Regions from separate parts of the Mus musculus genome. Here region 1 is linked to region 2. Evidence: chromatin contacts called from public Hi-C data. All regions are on one chromosome and are shown on one strand. The core of a region is the stretch at or near the end of the contact, and the rest is flanking DNA. Distances in the headings are between cores, read along the strand shown. Region 1 has its middle 5.4 kb from the start of Gm32124. Region 2 has its middle 15 kb from the start of Gm32069.

The links. Hi-C and Micro-C count contacts between places; a contact is called where the count stands out from the background.
Region 1: a Hi-C map of bone marrow-derived macrophages shows a contact between it and region 2, with 2.4 times the contacts expected there. The contact joins two enhancer-like sites. A contact is called at or near these places in 4 of 484 Hi-C or Micro-C datasets (the HL-1 cell line, Th2 cells, bone marrow-derived macrophages and 1 more) and 1 of 115 datasets of contacts at active chromatin or transcription factors (large pre-B cells).

Annotation. Positions count from the first base shown.
Region 1 is chr6:144,901,212-144,905,170 of GRCm38.p6, forward strand. No RefSeq gene overlaps it. Among named protein-coding and RNA genes, the nearest start is that of Gm32124, 5.4 kb to the left of the region's middle. Within about 2 kb of position 1,595, at least 178 of the 459 cell types and tissues checked have an H3K27ac peak or open chromatin away from gene starts, as enhancers often do. A contact at or near this core is called in bone marrow-derived macrophages, where this site is marked.
Region 2 is chr6:144,819,865-144,823,803 of GRCm38.p6, forward strand. It overlaps the pseudogene Gm20124. Among named protein-coding and RNA genes, the nearest start is that of Gm32069, 15 kb to the left of the region's middle. Within about 2 kb of position 1,422, at least 9 of the 459 cell types and tissues checked have an H3K27ac peak or open chromatin away from gene starts, as enhancers often do. A contact at or near this core is called in bone marrow-derived macrophages, where this site is marked.

The DNA.
Region 1 (3,959 bases), core at 345-2,844, 82 kb after region 2:
AAGGTCATGTTGTCTCCTAAGGTCATGTGCTAATTAGCAGTGCTAATTTCTAGAGACCAGATCTCTTCGCACCTTGTTGGTGGGGACACATCTTTACCTGGTGGGTCACTGAAAGTGCTTCATGGTGCGGACTTGGAAAGATGGTGTCTATATTTAGATTGTTGGTGTGCACCACTCGCTGGGTAAACACTGTTGGAGCTGCTTTTGATAGGTGGACTTAGGCTTGCACAACCAATGGAGAGCAGGTAGGTAAGAGAAGAGACTGGGATGTCATTTTAGTTTGGAAACCATTAAATATAATCATCTGTGTATGTGTGTGTGTGTGTGTGTGTGTGTGTGTGTGTGTGTCCATGTAAGAAAGTGAGGGAGACTTAGAGGTGGAAAAATAACACATTCCAGCCCATAATATGCTGCCGCCCTCTGTGTCCCACAATCCATGAAGATGCAGTGAGACGCCATAGGTCAATCAAAGCCAGGAAGGCTGAAATGTGTGCTAAAGTGTAGGGATTAAAATATTATGCCTGACACTGTATAATGCATGGTGGGAGAAAAAAAATTTTCGTGAGTATAAATTAGCTTTACTGTTGAGTGTAAAAGTCTTCCTTTTGGTTATTTATGAAGCTTCATCTTGAAGATTGCCTTCCCTGCGTAACAAGCAAATCAGAATTTGTCATGTGCAAATCTTGTAAAGATTGCAAGGCCGGTGCATAATTAGCCTCAGAAAAGTGTGACCAAACTGAGTGAGAAATAAAAACACTATGTAAAGGCAGGCAGGCCAGGGGAGGTTGGGGCGTGTTTGGGGCGTGGTCAGTCGTGGTGGGCCTTGATCAGGGTGTGGTCGGGCCTTGGGCGGGGTGTGGTTGGAGTGTGGTCGGCCCTGGAAACTTTCACTCTAGGTTTTCCTGACTTGGTGATATATGTTCAAAGTCTGGAGAGAAAGTAAAATTATGTAACAAGTGTTTCTCTTCTGCTGTTCAAACGGCTGCTATTGTTCCTAGATCAAAGACTTTGGTGATGAAGTGCTTACAGGGCTCTGAGTAGGAAGAAATATTTAAATAGGGAAGAACAGAGAGCGCAAGCTGGCAGAAGAAGGAAATAAGGGGTGGGGAGGAAGGGCTGGCGCGGTGATCTGCCAACGGTGAGTGCCTAAGACCCTCAGACTGGAGCATGCCTAAGCTTCCCCGCTGACAACCTCACTCAAGCTCCGGTTGTATTTCTGCTCTAAAAATCAGAGGCGAGCTCCCCCCACCCCACCCCCTGGTGCCACACATGTGCCCTTCTGCCTAATCCAGTGTGTAATGTTCTGAAGTCATGTTTGAGTTTCCTGTAAGGCACACACCGCCCTTCTTCACCAAAGAAAGACTTGTTTCGAGGTCAGATGTTTCTCACCAAGACACGGAGAAAATCCCCAGCTAATTGCTGTTGTTCAAACCCTCTTCCATCTCCTGCCTCCAGGGATGGAAGCCCGGTGCCCCCGGGGACCATTACATAGCAGTCTGTCAGGCCTTCGCGCCTGCGCAGCCTGCTGAGCTCATCCTCTGGCAGGGTGGAGTGCAGGCCAACGCTGGGTGTGAAAGCTTTGAGGGGGAAAACCCAGGAAGTGGTCGGATGACTCCGTGCTGGTACTTTGTTGAGTCAGACCTGGGATGGTTTCAGTGTGCAGAGTAGACACCAAGCTGCCAAAGAGATGTCCATCCTCTCTCTTGTCCCTTGGGTGTTCCTCAGACCTCGGGACCTCTTCCCTCACTTTGATTGCGGAGTCAGTGCCTTCAAGCCCACTGTTCTGTCCCAGCCCAGGTACCTGACAAAGCAGCTGCAGGGCTGCTAACAATACACTCGTTGTGTCTGTAGAGTGAGAGCCAACACAGAGCGTGTCCGGAATCTGATTCTTAGTTGTACAGAGCCTCCTGCAGCCTGTATTCTCTTTAAAATGCTTTAGCTGTTCCTGAATGTCTTCTGGACCAGTTCTTATCACTCTGGCAAACAGGCTACTTAAAAGGAGGAATGGCTCTTTGGGGCTCATGGTTTGAAAGGGTACAGAGGGAAAGGCGAGGAATTCACTGCTGGGGGAGCAGAGGGTACGGCTGAGAGTCTTCACCTCTCCACACACCAGCAGGCAGGAAGTGGGGTCAGGTCACAAACCTCGAGGTCCGCCCCAAAAGCAACCCACTTCCTCCAGAGAAGCTTCGTCTCCTGAAGGCTCCGTATCTCCCCCCACAGGACCACCAGCTGGGAACGGGTGTTCAGATGCCCGGGCCTGGGGGCACAGTCACATCCAAAGCATACATAACGCACTCCTTAATCAAGTCATTGTCTGCACTCTGAGAAGCACTGTCGAGCAAATGTCTTGTCACTTAATCTTGTCACTTGGACAGAGTGGTTGCAGCATAAATTCATATGGAGAAGACATCTGATAGAGTTTAAGTCCTGCACAAAGCAAATTAAGGATTTCTGGGAACTGAGTAGGCAATAAGGTAGAAGGGAACAGGGGGAGGGGGTGGAAATGAACATCCGTGCTCTACCCATGCATCCAAACAGACATTGCTTTAAAAAAACAAAAAGTCAATTTCCATGTATCCGTGCCCTTTATAACCTTCCTAGGGAAGGTTGTAGGACTTTCTGTGGTCTTTCTATACTGTAAATATGAGCGTGATAATGCTTTTCAAACATTTCTACTCCAAAAAAAAAAATTCTTTTAATGAAAAGCTACAGCCCAGAAGTCAAAGGGTCCACACCCACCCTCCCATGCTGTTCATGTCTGTGGGTTCCAGTAATTATCCTTAAAAATTCCCTGAGAGCAATTTCTTAGATTAATGACCTTCAGGGAGGCTGACACCTTCAGAAGTTAGCAAAAGTTCCCCCTCATTAGAGAATGTGCAGGTGGAATTAAGTTTAAAGAGATGGGGAGACTGTGCTGCCTTAGCTCGGAAGATCCTCTGTGGAAGAGGGATGGATGCAGGAGGGTCAGAACACAGAGAAGGGACAGGGGACTGGAGACTGGAGTGGTGTGCTTTGTAAAACAAAGGAAGAAGGAGCCCTGAGCCAGCAAGCTAGAAAGGAGCAGAAAGAGTATTCCCCCCTCGATGCCTGCAGAAGCAACGGAGGCCTCCTGATCCTTCAGTGCAGTGTCGCTCGGAAGCTCCATCCTTACAGGGGCAGTTTCCATGGCCAAGCTCCTGGTGACTTCTGCCACACCTGCCGGATCTGACAGAGAGTGAGACATAGGAGCCCAAGGGATGGCTGCACAGTGAAGACACAGAGATTCCTAGACAGACCTCCCGTTCTGGGCAGCATCTTTTTACTGTGCCAACCTAAGAAAGTCAGCATAAAGGAAACTTCATGTATTGTGGCTCACAGATTCAGATTTCGGGCCATGGTCACTTGTTCCATCTCTCTGGACCTATAAGAGGCAGAAAAGCATGGCAGGATGGGTGTGGACAAGAAAAGCTGCTTGCATAGAACAGACCAGAGCAGAGAAAGGAGAAAGAAGGGAAGAGGAGGAGCAAGGGGAAGAGACGGGAAGGAAAAGGAGGAGGAGAGACAGGAAGAGAAAGGGGAAGAGAAAGGGGAGGAGGAAAAGGAAGACAAGGAGGAAGGGAGAGAGGGAGGGAAGAGGGAAGGGAGAATATTGAACGTCACTGTTTCTATAAACCACTACATTTCTGCTTCACCAAGGAAGAAAGGAAAGAAAGCAGAGCAGAAGTCTCTATATGCACAGTAAAAACACTGAGCCTAGGGTTACTGGGAAGATGGCTCAGCAGTTAAGAGCACTGGCTGCTCTATCAGAGGACCTGGGTTTGATTCCCAGCACCCACAGGGTGTCTCACAGCCACCTGTAATTCTTTTTCCAGAGTATTTTACGCACTTTTCTGACCTCCACAGGGACCAGGCACCCACATGGCAAACAGACATATAAGAAGGCAAAATTTTCATACGATAAAAATAAAGCTATAAAACAA
Region 2 (3,939 bases), core at 172-2,671:
GAAAGGAAAGAGAAAAAAAGAGAAGAAAAGAAAACAAAAGAAGAGGAGAGGAGAGGAGAGGAGAGGAGAGGAGAGGAGAGGAGAGGAGAGGAGAGGAGAGGGAAGGGGAGAGGAGAGAAGAGAAGAGAAGAGAAGAGAAGAGAAGAGAAGAGAAGAGAAGAGAAGAGAAGAGAAGAGAAGAGAAGAGAAGAGAAGAGAAGATTCTGCTCCTGATAACTCCTGAAGGAGGTTTTTTTATTTTGGCAACTCACTCCTATTGAGGCCTCTTTGCAACAATAAATAACAACATAAGTATATATTTAAAGAAAAGGTATAATGCTTACTTTTTTTAAAAAAAAATGAAAGTTAGGCATGGTGGCATGTGTCTATAACCCCAGATTTGGGAGGCTGAGACAGGAAGAGTGCTGTGAGTTTTCAGTGTCAGCCTGAGCTACACAATTCGTTTCAGGCTAGCCAGGGCTATATATGGAGACCCTGTCTCAAAACCAAGCAAAAACCAAGCAAAACTCTTTTGGAAGAGCCTACGCTATAACGGATAACAATATCATAAAACATAAAATCTAACGCACACAACAAATATATGTTTGAAAGGAGAGACAGAGACAGAGAGTCATAGAGAGGTTAAATGTGGGCCAACTACACCAAAGTGAAAGGCCCCCAACTTAGGGAAGGACCCAGCAGAGACAGGGAAGCTGTCCACACGAACCAACTTTCAGGGTAGAATATGCACCCTGAGTGGTGTCCAGGCATTAGAACCAGGTCTTTAAACTCATCATGCAGTTGTATCTGTTTGAATGAAAGAAGAAAGGATCAACCCCCACTCCCCAAAAATGGTCCACTCTTTGGTCTACAAGTTGGCAATGCAGCCATCTCAACCACAAACTGCTAGTCTCTATCAGACCCAAACAGCCTAAAGCAGAGGGACCTTGCTCGATTTTTCTCCTCTTCCCCGTGTGTGGTCCCCCTGAAGCATGGTAGCGTTGAGTCACACGTTTGGGTCCTGAAGCCCTCAGTGTTCTCTGTGGCCACCATGCTTATCAGGCGATTGCCTGGATGAGCTGCCATCCGACTCAAGAGGAGATGGGTTCTGTACCTCACTGGCTCACCATGCAGGCTGACTGGATGCCATTCATTGTAACTGCGGTGTTGGTGTGTGGAGATGCTGTTCGAGTGATGCTTCAAGGGAGAAAAATGTCTGAGAAAGGCCGAGACAGTAACATTTCCTCAAGTCTACCAGGACTCCACCCTCCACAGTCTTCAGAATTAGTTTTAGTGAACATCGTCTAACTTCCTAATTTGCTGGCTGCGTGTTTCTTATTTTATTAAGCAGATATTTTTAACCCAGGTGCTATTTTTAACCCAGGAGCTATTTAAAGCATCGAGATAGACCAAGGGTGGAAAATCACTACCAGAACGCTGGGTTGTCAAACACCAACATAAAAAAGGCATCTTATTTCTCTGTTTTGGTTCTTCCTTCAAGGGATCATACAGCAAGGGCTCACCTAACTTTTCAGAGACTTTGACAGTGTCCCTGCTAGGTCAGGACAGGTGGGATGTGGCCGCCTTCCCGGGGTCATCAGATTAGGAAACCATTCATGTTTTCTTGTGGGATTGTATGCCCACCTCAAAATTAAAGTAAAAGACATGAAGTTAGGAAAGCAATTTCTCATCCCCATGAGTCATAGCCAACATGGTCTGACTAAAGCACAGCCACTCATGGATCTAGATCCTTTCCCAACACTGTTTTAAACAGTCTAGAGCATCCTGCCTTTCCGCTCAGTGTAAAGGCTGGGATGTCTCATAATGTCTCCAACACACCCAACACCTTGATTTAAAAGCTCTCAGCATTATTTCTTCAGGGGCATGAGTGGCATTGCTAGCCTGTGCCAACCTCTGGGTGCTTGTTGACTAACTCTGTTTAGAGTTCCGGGGCTGGTTGGCTTAACTCTTGGTTGGTGTGGAGCCTTGGCTGAACAGCAGCCGTCACTAGGTACCTCACACGGTTTCTTTCTGGGCCCTGCTACCAAGCTTCGACTCTGAAGTCAAGTTCACAGGGCTAGGTCCTACAGCTGAGCTCAGCTACAATCAAGAGAGAGAGAGAGAGAGAGAGAGAGAGAGAGAGAGGGAGAGGGAGAGGGAGAGGGAGAGGGAGAGAGAGAGAGAGAGACAGAGAGACAGAGAGACAGAGAGACAGAGAGACAGAGAGACAGAGAGACAGAGAGAGAGACAGAGAGACAGAGAGAGAGACAGAGAGAGAGAAACAGAGAGAGAGACAGAGAGAGAGACAGAGAGAGAGAGACAGAGAGAGACACAGAGAGAGAGAGACAGAGAGAGAGACAGAGAGAGAGACAGAGAGAGAGAGACAGAGAGAGTGAGACAGAGAGAGTGAGACAGAGAAAGAGATCTAGGTGGGCAGGGGCTGGGAAACTGCCAGTTCATTCTCTATGATGTTCTTGTTGTTGTTATTGTTGTTGGTGATGATGGTGGTGGTGGTGATGATGGTGATGTTGTTGTTTCTTTTCCTCTCTTTCAGCTGTTTCTGCATCTGTTTCCACAATGGGTTTGTTTTCTTAATTGTCTTGTTACCTCCTGAAATAGGACCATCAATAAAGAAAAGTGGGTTAAGACTTGGCCTGGGCAAGATGGAAGGGTTTTTGCAGGCCCCATTTGTTACTGTTGCTTTTTTTATATTATAGCTGTTCCCACTGGCACTAATTCAGTATTGTATTTAGGTTTTGTGAGCATTGGATGGAGAGGTTTAATTAAAAACAGTCTTGAGGAACAGCCGCTGACCAGACCCCAGCACTTGCAGGGCCTCCTCTTCCAGTCGCTCCACACCCTGGTTCCTTTATCACTTCATTATCTCAAGTCCAATGTTGACTCGGTCGATTTCCTGTTTGAGTCTGAGCCAATCCCTTGAAGTTATTTCAGTATCGTAGCACGGACAGCACAAGGTTCCCCGGGAACGTTACCACCGTTTACCATTTTCTCTATTGTCTCTTTCCTTCCTAATGACAAGCGCAGGGAGGTATTTCAAGCAGGCACTTAATAACCCGGGTGCTTTCGATGCTCTAACTGTGACCACTGGCCAGCGCTGATAGTAACGGATCTGCAGAAGTGTTCAGACATTCCGTGCACACGCAGGTACCTTGGAGGAATTTTTATAGGAAGACTTCGGTCAAGGCACCACTTTCCCTGCTGTATTTGTATCCTTAGCTTTTCCATCCCTCGTAGCTCTGTCTTGAAATACCAGCAAACAACCTGAACAGGGGCTTTCTGTTTCACTAACACAGCCGATAAAACGGAGCCAAAAGGGTTGATGGAATATCCTTCAGGAATAGCCGTCCTGGAAGTGAGGACAGCTCAACACTTCGGCAGTGTGAAAGTGGGGGGAAAAAAGTTCATTTTTGTTCAGCCTCCTCATCTTATATCTGAGAAAACTGGGGGCCGGAAAGGCTATGTAATCTGTCTGGAATTGCCCATTTAGTGAGAGCTGTGATTTCTAAGGGGACATCCACCTTGTTCTTTTTAAGATTTTGTGTTTATTTTCAACTACGTGTATGGGATACATACACATGAGTGCGAGCATAGTGCCCACAGAGGCCACACAGGTGCCGAGAGCCGAGCTCACATCCCATGAAGAGCAAAAAGTGTTCTTAACTACCTGCCTTTTAAGACAGAGTCACTCACTAGAACCTATGGTTCCTGGACTAGGCTAGGCTGCCTGTCCAGAGAGACCCACCAGGATCTTCCTCCCTGGTATGGGATTCCAAATGCAGGCTACAATGCCTGGCTTTAGGGTACAGCGTATGGCTTTTTAAATGGGTGCTCATGCTTTTGTGGCAAGCTTTTTAACCGACTAAGCTGTGTTCTCAACCTCTTTAAACTTTAAGCCTCCAATTTTATTTTATGTGTGTTCTTTGACAAATTTGAAGCATC